Regions from separate parts of the Mus musculus genome. Here region 1 is linked to region 2. Evidence: chromatin contacts called from public promoter capture Hi-C data. All regions are on one chromosome and are shown on one strand. Each heading gives the region's core, a stretch centred on a gene start, on an enhancer-like site or on the middle of the called end of the contact. The rest is flanking DNA. Distances are from core to core; before and after follow the strand shown. Region 1 overlaps Vps26c (VPS26 endosomal protein sorting factor C). Region 2 overlaps Ttc3 (tetratricopeptide repeat domain 3).

Evidence for each region. Capture Hi-C pulls out chosen DNA fragments and counts their contacts.
Region 1: a contact with region 2 is called in a promoter capture Hi-C map of liver. The contact joins two enhancer-like sites. A contact is called at or near these places in 1 of 39 promoter capture datasets (cranial neural crest), 2 of 484 Hi-C or Micro-C datasets (differentiating embryonic stem cells and nephron progenitors) and 4 of 9 other capture datasets (adipose tissue, embryonic stem cells, liver and 1 more).

What each region holds. Positions count from the first base shown.
Region 1 is chr16:94,504,147-94,510,491 of GRCm38.p6, reverse strand. It overlaps Vps26c (VPS26 endosomal protein sorting factor C), which reads left to right. Exons shown (of 8, transcript NM_007834.3): 4 at 5,048-5,128; 5 at 6,116-6,190. All of the region lies in intron 3 of Gm31323 (a long non-coding RNA gene), which reads right to left. Among named protein-coding and RNA genes, the nearest start is that of Vps26c, 19 kb to the left of the region's middle. Within about 2 kb of position 1,556, at least 11 of the 459 cell types and tissues checked have an H3K27ac peak or open chromatin away from gene starts, as enhancers often do. A contact at or near this core is called in liver, where this site is marked.
Region 2 is chr16:94,412,145-94,418,015 of GRCm38.p6, reverse strand. It overlaps Ttc3 (tetratricopeptide repeat domain 3), which reads right to left. Exons shown (of 46, transcript NM_009441.2): 16 at 2,007-2,067; 17 at 1,650-1,734. Among named protein-coding and RNA genes, the nearest start is that of Gm23692, 14 kb to the left of the region's middle. Within about 2 kb of position 3,710, at least 8 of the 459 cell types and tissues checked have an H3K27ac peak or open chromatin away from gene starts, as enhancers often do. A contact at or near this core is called in liver, where this site is marked.

The DNA of each region.
Region 1 (6,345 bases), core at 307-2,806, 95 kb before region 2:
AGCCCCTGTGACCCTTGTGTTGACTATGCACTGTGGCTATAATTTCTTCCTTAGGGGTCCTTTGTGCTACCGCATTTTTCTCAGGCCACAGTGACACCACCAGGGTCCCAGATGTGCTTCAGCCTCTTTCTGGCATCAGCACTAACTAGTCTGTTTTATTCTTATGAGTATCTCTTTGTGGAATAAATACCCAAAGGCTGCCCATTCAACATAGGCTGTATTCTTCATTGAGCAAACCTTGTAAATGAGGGGAAGTGGATTTATGATTTCCTGTCTACCTTTGCTGGTGAGGGGTGGCTTTCACAGTTGCTATTGTCTCAGGAGCAGAGCCCAGTCATGACTCAGCCAGAGGAAGAGGCCCCGTCCCTCATTCAATGAAGAGAAAGGTACTGTTGTGTAGTTTGCAGCGGGACAGCTTCCTTGCTAACTGAGAAAATCCTGCAGTCTTAGGATGCACAGAAAGTCAGGAGATTGGAAAGTTGCTTGATTTGTGAATTAAGTTTTAGTTGATCACATTTCACTTAGTAAATACCAATCATTTGCTTAAAATCTAGCACATTTTTTAAAAAGTTTCAAACCATTTGGGAGGGTTAATAAAGGTTTATTCTTTTTTCTTTTCTTTTTTTTTTTTTTTTTGGTTTTCGAGACAGGGTTTCTCTGTGTAGCCCTGGCTGTCCTGGAACTCACTTTGTAGACCAGGCTGTCCTTGAACTCAGAAATCTGCCTGCCTCTGCCTCCCAAGTGCTGGGATTAAAGGCGTGCATCACCTCACCCGGCTAAAGGTTTATTCTTACATAAATTTCACGAACTGTTAGAAACCTGTCAAGGTGAAGAACATGGAGTGCATACTCTGTGGCACAGCCTGCTTTCCATGAAGACATGTTTTCAGGGTTTTCTCACATACCTGCTTCAGGCAGCAACATACAAAAGCTAAACACATGAAAAAAAAATATTACAAAAGTTTCGTTAGAGAGCGCTCAACAGTGAAGACTCCGTGCAGCTCTTGAAGAGACCCAAGTTTGGTTCCTGGCATCCACATGGGGCTGCTCACAGCTACCTGGAACTCTAGCTCTGGGGGGCATCTTCAGGTTTCTGTGGCCCTGTGTGTGTGTGTGTGTGTGTGTGTGTGTGTGTGTGTAATGGAATGGATGCTTCATGCTAGGCCTGAGTTCTGTCTCTACAACTTGCATGGAAGGAAGAACTTACTCCCTACGTTTTCCTCTGACTTCTACATGTGCACTATGGTACACATTATGCTATCCTACACACACACACACACACACACACACACACACACACACACACACACTACACATTATGCTATCCTACACACACACACACACACACACACACACACACACACACACACACGCACGCACGCACACACACAGCAAGCTTATTGGGATAAGATAGATTTCCTGGTCATAGTCTCTTTTGTTTATTGTCACTGAAATGATGAAACTGATTCATTTTATTGATTTCCAGTTAAGTTCAAAGTCTCATCCTTTTCCAGATGCTGCTAAGAGTACAGATGCAGAGTGTGTGCCGTGATTGCGTAGACTGTGTATGTGCTGGAACTCCTAGTCACGAAAGTATTAGTGCGTGGCTAATTCTCTAGAGGGGTTAATGATCCCCTCGCCCAACCTTTTCCTTGGTCATCAGATTTTACCACTTCAGGGTTGACCTCAGCCACAGCATGGGTCTGTATGCAGGCCCAGACAGCTCAGCATTTTGTAAAGATGCAGTTTCCTCTTCGCTGAGCCTCAGGTTTATGTGGGCTCATCACCATTCACCATTGGTTAGTCTCTTCCCTTGCAGAGCTGGGGTGGAAACCCAGCTGGACACATGTGAGACATGGGCTCTGTCACTGAGCTACATCCCCAGCCTTGCCGTTCTTTGTCGTCTGTGTTTACTTTCTGAGTCATTTCAAAGTTAGCTGCAGAGCCTGTGTGCACTTACTTGTCTTACTTCTTTAGTGTCCATTCCCACAAACCCAGAGTTCTATCATACAGCACCATAGATAACCGTCTTTATCAAAATTAACATAAATCCTCAAATAATTTCTAGCTCATATGCAAATGTTTTATTTTCTCTTGTGCAAATATACGTAATAAAAACTAGGATTATGGCTTTTTGCTCTATTTTATCCATCCTTGCCCCCTTTGTTTGACAGGTCTTTTCCTAGTCTCCATGCTTGTCAGTAAGCAAATGTCATCCATGATTTTCTGTGATCCCATGTCTCATCTCAGCATAGGGATTCCCAAGGTGTCGTTTATGGTACCCATTTCTGGCCATGCCTTCTCTGAAGAGCACATGAATGAATATCGGTGCATTACTCAGAATAGAAGCTTTGTTGTTAAACCCTAATACATTCTCAAATTATATAGACACAATGAACTTTTTCTTTTATAATTGAGGTAATATTGTAATAGCATAGTGTAAAAAATCATGAGACAAAATAAGGAATTTAAAATGTAACCTGCATTAAATTTCTGACTTGCAAAAGCTTAGCTTGCTTGTTATTTCTTACTGAGTTCTGCTCTTGTAGCCAAACTGGCAAGATTTTATACTATAGCACAGATGAATATCAGTATCACCATATCTGCTAATATTGCATATTCAAAGTTAATTTTTAAAAATTCTCTTCACCCTTTCTACCGTTAAAAATACTGTGTGTGTGTGTGTGTGTGTGTGTGTGTGTGTGTGTGTGTGTTTTGCAGAGATGATTCAGTGGTTAAAAGCACTTACTGCTCTTGCAGAGGCCAGAGTTCAGCTGCTAGTACTCATAGTGAGCAACTCACAACTACCTATAACTCTTGCTCCATTCCTCTGGCCTCTGTGAGTTTCCTTCATATACACATATCCACACAGACACACACACTACCAACACATAATTTTAAACCTTAAACAAAAAATCCAACCTTGTACCTTCTGGCCTCCTGATGCCCTCTGACCTCGTCCTGAGCTCACCCCACATAGATCATTGCATGGGGCCTAGGAAAGTTAGTTACAAAGTAAGAAGACCCAGGGTTTCCCCGCAGGCAGAGATGGGCTCTAGTTACTGTCCAACCAGCATACAGTATAAGAACTTGGTGTAGGTTTTGTCAGTTTACATCCCACCTCTGTGCCCCACCCCCAGCAGCCTGCCTGACTTTGTTGCTAGAAGATTAGTAAGAGAATCACATGAAGAGCTAGGCACAGGCCTGTCACACAGTGTCCTCTGTGATGAACATGAGTTGATGACTATCCTTACAGTAGCCTTGTACAGCCTTGGCTGTCCTGGAACTCACTACGTAGGCCAGGCTGGCCTTGAACTCACAGAGCTCCACTTGCATCTGCCTCCCAAGTGCTGGAGTTACAGGCAAGTGCCAGTAACAACTCTTTTAAAAATGTTTTTGTTTGCCTGCATATGTGTCTGCACCATGTGCATGGAGTGCCCATGGGGGCCAGAAGAGGGTGTCATATTCCCTGGAACTGGAGTTAAATAGAGATGGTTTTAACCCACCATGTGGTACTGGGAATCAAGCCCAGGTTCCTTTCCAAGAACAGCAAGTGCTTTTGACCACTAAGCTATCTCTCCAGCTTGATTGTAAGTTAGTTGACATTGTAGATGAGAGAGAATTTGACTCCCTCTAGAACATAACAGGAATTTTAGTCTCCTTGTTTCACCTGCTGTTTTCCCAGCAGATCCCATGATCTATTCATTTACAGATTATTAGTCTCAAGCTTTGTATAGTCCTTTCTTTCATAAACTGTAGAGTAAACTCAGATTGACAAGGTCCTGTATCCCAGAACCAGGAATTCTAGGCCAGGCTTAGCCAGATTGGAGACCAGGGCCCCAGAATATTTGAGCTTGGCTTTCCTGTACACTGGCTTTGTCCTCAGGAAGTTATCTCCCTTATTAGAGCAAAGCTGGCTGTCACTGGGCAAGTGCAGCTTCCATCTTGCAGACCCAAGACTCAGTAAAAGAGAATTCTGTCTTCAGTCCCTTAAATGTCACTGAGAGAGGTAGATGGTAGAGGCCAGACTAGGGAAAGGATCAGACTAGGTAAGCTAGAGAGAGGATGACTTACCTCACTGCATATGATGTCCAGGAGGTGGGCAGTACCCCAACACAGATACACACACACACACACACACACACACACACGACCTCACTGAGCTTGTCTGGTATGGAGAAAACAGATTGCAGTCTCACTAGAGAATATATATATATATATATATATATATATATAAATTTTAAGGTTCTTTCAGGCAAGAGGTGATTCTTATAAAAATGTTTTATCTTCCTGTACTATCTCAGATATATAGGAACTTATTTCATGTGGAAAGGTGGCTCTTAAGAGTATAGCTTCTTACAAGATTCATAGCTATGATGTAGTCCTAGGTAAGAAAATTATTTCTGACACAATTAAGTCTTTCCTATATGATTGAAGAAACAGGTAAGTTGCTTAAAAAGGAATTATATGAGGGCCTGGGGTATTATTTATGATGCTGAGAATGGAACCTAGGATGATGCACATATTAACAAGTGCCACTTAGCCATACCCCAGCTGCCCAATATTTTTTTCTGAAGTCTAGCACTAGGGTTGGTTTCTAAGCATCCTCAGCTTATGGCCAGGGATTTGAGGCCACAGTTCCTGTGCCACACCCAAGGGAGCTTAGCAGCTACACTACAGTGCCTTTCTCAGAAGGACAGGGTCCCTCACAGCAGGAGTTCCACAGTGACAAGCTCAAAAAAGCCACACATAGTCCTAAAGGTAAACAAGCCAAGTGTAAAGCCAGTGTTTCCTGTGTCCCACTCTCTTCTGCCCTTTAGCTTTTGTTCTAACCTCTCCATGCCCTGGCTGTGGAAACAGTTGTGTGTGTTTTGTTTAGAAATGCCCTTACTTTGCACATTAATTTTTCTTGTGTATATCAACTACATGGAACACACCCATTGGCCAAAGGGACCTTAAAATATGTTGACTGCTTGTAGCTTTAGATGTTGTGTCTAGGTAAGAACAAAACCTACTGAGATGACATTTGTCTCCTGCTTCTCCTCTAGTACACACTGCGCTGTGACATGCGGCGGTCCCTGTTGGCCAAGGACCTGACCAAGACCTGTGAATTCATCGTTCACTCTGCCGTAAGCCTCTCCTCGAGACCCTGGGCTCTCTTGTGGGGTGTGGGATAGCACCTGTTCCCAAGCCCGTACGTGGGGTCTGGCAGGAAACACGAGGCACCTGCTGAACCCAGCAACGTGAGCACGAGCATGGGCACTGTCCCTACAGCTCAGTGATGCTACCTTAAGAGGCTGAGCCTCACTGTAGGGACCCCCACTTCACAACAACATTAAGCAAACTGTTGTTCCATCTCTGCGAAGGAGACATCCATCTTGGCCCTCAAAGTTGCTGCGGCAAACACACCATAGAGAAATTGCTCTCTTCCTTGGCACTCAGTGCTCCATGTGAACACATTAGATGCTCAGGCCTGTGTCTGTCTAATCTGCACACTTTGTGCCTTTTCAGACTACCACTGCTGCAGCCCCTTGTGGAGGGTCATAGCAAGTCCTTCAAGGCCTACATGATCACACAGAATCAACTATGTGATACATCTCAGTACACTCTCAGACCTCACTAGGTGCAGTCTCACGGAGGGAGGCAGCTGCTCCTTGCCCCTTGCCTTCTGTTAGCACCACTCTCAGCCCAGCAGTGGCCAGTCCATCTCTCTACCCATCAGACTGCTGTGCCTAAGGAGTTCTAGGACTGAGTTAGAGCACTTGTGAGGGACCATGGAAGAACCCTCGGCTGGAGAGCTGCCTGCGATAGCACCAGAGCCACCTCAGGAACTCACTCTGAGGCCTTCAGGAAGCTGAAAAGGCTGCTCCATAACCTCTCAGGGATCTCCGAGGAGCAGGGCAGGGGTAGAGTACCCGTGTCAGCTCATGAGCAGTTCTGACCAGCTACTCAGTATGTTGTCACCATCAGTGCTGGGCAGAGGCTACCAGACCCCAGCACTGCACTCAGCACCAAGTCCTTCCAGCTGCTGTTCATTTCAGTTGGGAGGGAAAAGCCGTTCCACCCATGGTCCTACCTCCATTGATAGGCTCACTGTGGTTTTACCTCCATTTCAGCCTCAGAAGGGGAAGTTGACCCCAAGTCCTGTTGACTTCACGATCACTCCGGAAACCTTGCAGAACGTCAAAGAGGTATTTGTCTCTCAATCACACTTGTGTGTTGCAGCTTTCCTGATGACTTGACCCAGTGACCAACTATTGTCCAGTTGTTCTTCAGTTGAGAATTGTCAGGGATAGAGGTTTCTGATGGTGTTTGTATCCAAGGGCTATTTGCAAATTGATTTCAT
Region 2 (5,871 bases), core at 2,461-4,960:
TAACTCCACTCCTGATTAACATAACCTAACCATAACCAGTCCACTCCTGATTAACATAACCTAACCATAACCAGACTAAACTATTAGGGTACAGATCAGTACATTGAACTCAAAAGGAAAGACAAAAACTAGAATTAAAGGTACCACTGAAGCACCTTTGTACACCTTGTAATCTGATGATATATATGCAGGTTATCATTTAAGTTTATATTTTAATTGCATGGCTATTAAATAAGCCAAGGGTATAAGTTACACAATCCCATATAGATGGGAGGAGGTAGGACTACAGGAAGCCATGCATGTATGAGTTAGTCAGTGGGAGAGAAAAACGAGATTTTTAATGTGAGGTTACAAACAAATACCGAAAAGATCTCATACTATCAGGGAGGCTATGGTGACACACAAGTTCCCTGGTAATTTCTACCCAATACATCAAGTGTAAGAGAATATGCTCTTGAAATAGCCAAGGAAAAGAACAGCTTTTGTATAAACTTGATGTTTGCTACAGTATTTACGACACAATGTAAAACCAAATTTAAGATATGAACTTAACAGTATAAAGTATAGTGTTCTCCCGAAAATATCCTTCATCTGCTTCGTAGGGACTGATCCAATTGTAATTGCTCTGTTACTCGAGGAAAGAGACCAGTAGAGCAAGACCATTTTGCTGGAAATCATTTCCCTCAATACAACCCAACTTAGATTCTCTAGACTGGAAATTTCCAATGAGCAGGCTGCAAACCCTCTTACTATGGACCCAAATTTCTTACTATAGAGAAGAGCTCTACTACAAGCATGCTGAATGAACAAACTAGGCCTCAGTATCTATACTGAATATTTAAAGAATCTTTATATTTTCAAAAGTTACTGTTTCAATTCCTCCATGGTTTTTAGACTCAGTAAGGTCAATTAGCATATAACTAAAATCTGTTAGAAGTTCTAAACTTGCCTTATATGCAAACAATTAGAAACTGTTTTTGGTCATTTCTAAGATTTGTTATGTAGTTCTAAAATAACCAATTTTCTTTTTTTTTTTTTAATTATTTATTATATGTAAGTACACTGTAGGTATCTTCAGATACTTTTTCTTCTCTCTCCAGGCCTGCTCACTTTGGCCCAAACATACATACATACATACGTTAATTAATTAATTATATGGAAGTACACTATAGCTGTCTTCAGACACCCCAGAAGAGGGCTTCAGATCTCATTATGGATGGTTGTGAGCCACCATGTAGTGGCTGGGATTTGAACTCGGGACCTTCAGAAGAGCAGTCAGTGCTCTATATGCTGAGCCATTTCTCCAGCCCTAAAATAACCAATTTTTAACTGACTTGACATACTGAGAAAAAATAGCCTTAGCTCCTTTAAAATGCCATTTAGAAAAACTTATTATTTTTCTTGTTCACTTTACATTCTGCTTACTGCCTACTTTTATTACTATATAACATAAAAGAATTTGTATACAAAGTTTACTTTGTTTAGAGGACATTTATCTGACTCATGTTAAATCATTCAGAAGAGGTGAACAAAATGAAACTAATCAATTATCTATCTTACCAAATACTTTAAAAAAATTGAAGCTAATATCATTAAATCTTGGGAAAACAACTTGTTCTTTCTACAGAAAGAGCCTTCTTCTCTCTTACCTGGTGTGCAGCTCTGGAAGATTTTGAAAACTGTTTCTCCAAAATGCTTTTCAAATCTACTTGTAAACTCACTTCTGAATTAGAACTGAAGGAGAAAAAAAGCAAGAACTGTAAAACATTGTCAAAATAAAGCCTTTCTACTCACAAAAAGAAACGAGTGCATTTATGTTAGTCACTTCAAACACTGAGTAAACAGGGAAAAAAAAATCACCTCATTTTCTCAACAAAAATATTCAACATGCTGGTTCCTCCCCAAATTTAAGTATAAATCCAAGGCAGCCGCCATCTCCCCCAAACTGTGACTGTAAATCCAAGGCAGTCACCATTAATTCCTTAGAAAATTAGAGAAGAACCAACCTGGGCTTTTCTGATTCATTGTTTCGTGATTTTTGTTTTCCTTTGTGTCTTGGAGGCTGACCTGTGAACATAAAAGTATTTGTTCCTGAAACCTGTACATAAATCCTCCAAGACTACGAGTGATAAACGTGTATATTAACTGGACTGCAAGAAAAGCATACATAAACGGGAATAAGACTGTGAATACAACTTTAAGTAAATCAGGACAAGCTGGTGATGATGCAGGGCTATAAGGATATTATTAAAATTAGGATGGTTAATCTCAAGTCTATAGAAAAGAGACATAGGCAACAGTTCCCGTTCTCAGGCAGTTTATAACTAGGCTGGAAGAAACACAAATAACTTTAGTAAGCAAACCATTACCAAAATACAATGAGATAAAAAGACCCCAAGTTGCCACTGATATATTAGTTCCCCTCTACATCCTATCAGGGAGAAAAATCACATCAGCTGGAATATACTGGAAAAGCTGTTTGGTTTCAAGATTAATCAGGATTTTGAAAAATTACTCAAATCAAGATTGGCATTCATTTCAGAAATACTAGTTAGATATGCTAGCCAAAGGCTCCATGAGTGCAGAAATGGGCTATAAAGGTAGATGTTAGGGGCAAGAAGAAGAAAGGTGCTGCTTCTTTGGGGGGTCAGAAAAGTCACATTTTCACAGCTGTGTCTGTTAGAAGACAGTATGGCAAGAGGGACAGGGTGTACGTGACAGAAGGTGGAGAGATGGCAACAGACACGATCAGATACAGACAACTTTGATGTCTTCAAACATAAAAACCTTCTGGAAAAGCAGAATTCTGGTTTGATTTCTTTCTCTCTTTTTTTTAATGCTTATATTTCTTTCTTTCTTCTTTATGTGCGTTTTGCCGACACGTGGACCTAGTGCCAGTGGTTGTCAGAAGAAGATGTTGACATTCCCGGGAATGGAGTTACCAATGGTTATGGGTGCTGGGAACTTGATCTCTGCTGTACAGGCATGGACGAAGCTATAAAAGTGTAATTCTGCGGCCTAAAGTTCTTTCTCTGAATATAAATGCCGATGGATGGACAAGATTTAAATTATTTACACATGCTACATAATAATAACTTATTATAACTTTTAAAGTGTTGTCCTTAAGGGGTTTCACATACTGTTAGATTGCAATAGGTATTGAACTCCCAAGCCTGTGTTTAACATGTTAACCATATGGAAACTGCTAGCACTAAGTGAGTAGATATATAGAAATGGAGCCCAAGAGAAGATAGAACTGCAGGCAGGAAAGACAAATGGATAACAGAAGCCAGCCAAACCACTGAAAAGAAAAATCAACCAACAAGGGAAAGAAAAGGGAATGATGGGATGTCAGTAATGTCAAGGCCAACAATCCTGCGTCAAGAACCCTAAAAGGAACACCACGAAAGCTTGAGGTAAGTGACTCTTGTGTCATCATGAATTCTCTATGTTCTCAGATTCAGTTGTAAAAAGCAGAGATGTGTACATTCTGATTTAGGAAGATTTTTGTCAAAATATGATACAAAGGGCGATCCAGGAATACACAGAGCATGCACACCCACATCTCATCTGCAGATGAGCACATACATACAGTTGACGCACACACTTGAACCAAGTCAAGTTTCATCTGAAAGTGAAAGTACCCGTATGCTCCGAATGCCCTGCTCTGTGCAAAGTAAAGTGCTGAAAACTGAGCGTAGGAAGGCTGACCCTTCCAGGTATTGATTAGACCATAGGTGACATCATACCTCCGGGTGGATAGATGCCTTCCCACCTTCTACCATGTGAGCACACAACAAGAACACAACCATCTAAAACAATGAAAAGTGCTTCATTAGACACTGAATCTGCCAGAACCAGGGCACTGGGCTTTTCCTGTACAGAAATAAACTACCCAGTTTGTGGAATTTTTGCTACATCCCTCCAAATGAACAAACATCTTTTCTCGACAACGTAAAATCATCCTTAAACTGAGCCGAAAGTAGTTAAATGTTCTGATATGAGAAAAACAAACAGTACTTTTTATATAGAAAAGACAAATCAAAGCCTGGTGAGGTGGCTCACAACCATAACCCTAGCGTGTAAGAGGTGAGACAACCTCGGTTTCTATGTTTCAAAAACTTAACAGCCATTCCTGTGGTATTAAACTTTCTGAGGGAGATCAATTAAGGAAGAAATACTACAGGGACTCTTGTAATTAGACGAGACACTAATAAAATTCTCAGTAGTAAGAGACAATGCTCAAACGACAAGCAATGCATCTTATCTTTGCATTAAATTTACTGGATTTACAAAATTAAACTTATTAAAAGTATGAAAAGCCAGAACTCATTTGAAATAAATATCTAATGTGTTCTTTTTGTTAGTGGGTTCATATGTGTGTGTGGAGTCCAGCAGTCAACTCTGGTTGTCTTCTTCAATCATGTTCCACCACCATTTGAGACAGAACGGTCTCTCACCAAACCTGGACCTTGTAGACCCAGCTGAACTGGCTAACCAGTGAAGTGCTGTCTCTGCCCCCCATCCCCAAGTGGCAGTGCTATAGGCATGTGCCACTATGTCTGGCTTTCCGACAGGTGCTGGGGAGCAGACTCAGGTCCTTAAGGCTTATGCAAGAACCACCTTAACAATTTTACGGTTGACTTTGGCTGTCAACCTGACTGGATCTGGGCTCAACTTGGAGACAAGCCATTAGGGATACTCATAAAAGACTTTGTTGATCAGATTATGTAAAGTGAGAAGACCCGTTGTAAACATGGGCATCCCCTTCCCATGGCAGCCAAAAATAAATAAATAAATAAATAAATAAATAAATAAATAAATAGATGAAAAGAACCCAGGAAAAAGCTGTTATTTTTGTTTGCTTGTTTGTTTTTTCTGCTTGCTTCCTGCCAAACTGGCAACTTGTAGTATCTCACTGTCGCCACCAATGCTAATACTAGTGCTGTTCACTAACATGAGAACACAGCTTCTTCAGCAATCCTACAGGCCTTCAGGTGTAGACAGAGTACTGAGGCCCTCAGCCCTGTGGACTGAGCACTACTGGGCTCTTAGCCTCCCCAGTGTGCGGACAGATGTTGGGTATCCAGACTGTGTCATGTGACTCGCTGTAATAAACCCTGTGGCATTTGTTCTTTCCATAGGTTCTGCTCCTCTAGGGAACTGTGTATTCCACTGAGCGTCTTCCTAGCCCTCAATGTTGTCTGTTCTTTTTTTTTTTAATTAAAAAAAAAAAGATTCATTTATTTTATGTATATGAATATATGTCTATGCATACATTCATGCTGCACATGTCTGTGCACTATCTGAGTACCTAGTGCCTGACCATAGTCAGAGAAAGATGTGGTCCCCTGGAACTGAATTCACTGTAGAGAGCTGGGAACCAAATCTGAGTGCTCCCCAAGAACAAGAAGTGCTCTTGACTTGCTCATGGCCCCCTCCATGCTTTCCTGAAACTGTCACAAAGTCCCCAGGGTGGCAGAATGGGGACCCAAAGAAAAGTCTCTGTCACCATGAGTAATCCCCTAGAAGAGCTCTGGGCTCCAGCTGTGTATTCTCTCTCAGTGCTTCCTGGTCTGCGATATGAGCTTTTATACACACTTCTGATGTCATCACCACCTACAGCTCTCAGCACACCTAAGCCAACACTGGCCACTTGCTTTATGGCCCTTCAGAATCTCGAGCAGACAGACAGGTCTTTTACCTTATCACCAACCCAAGTCAGGCATTTCACTGGAGTGGTGAAACAGTGACTAAAGTATGTTGCTACTTTTTATATTAAATATTACTATAAGCATCACCATGTAGAAGAACTACAATAAAACCAACTGAAGCTTGCACAAACTTTCAAGCAGAGGTTTGGATGGCAAC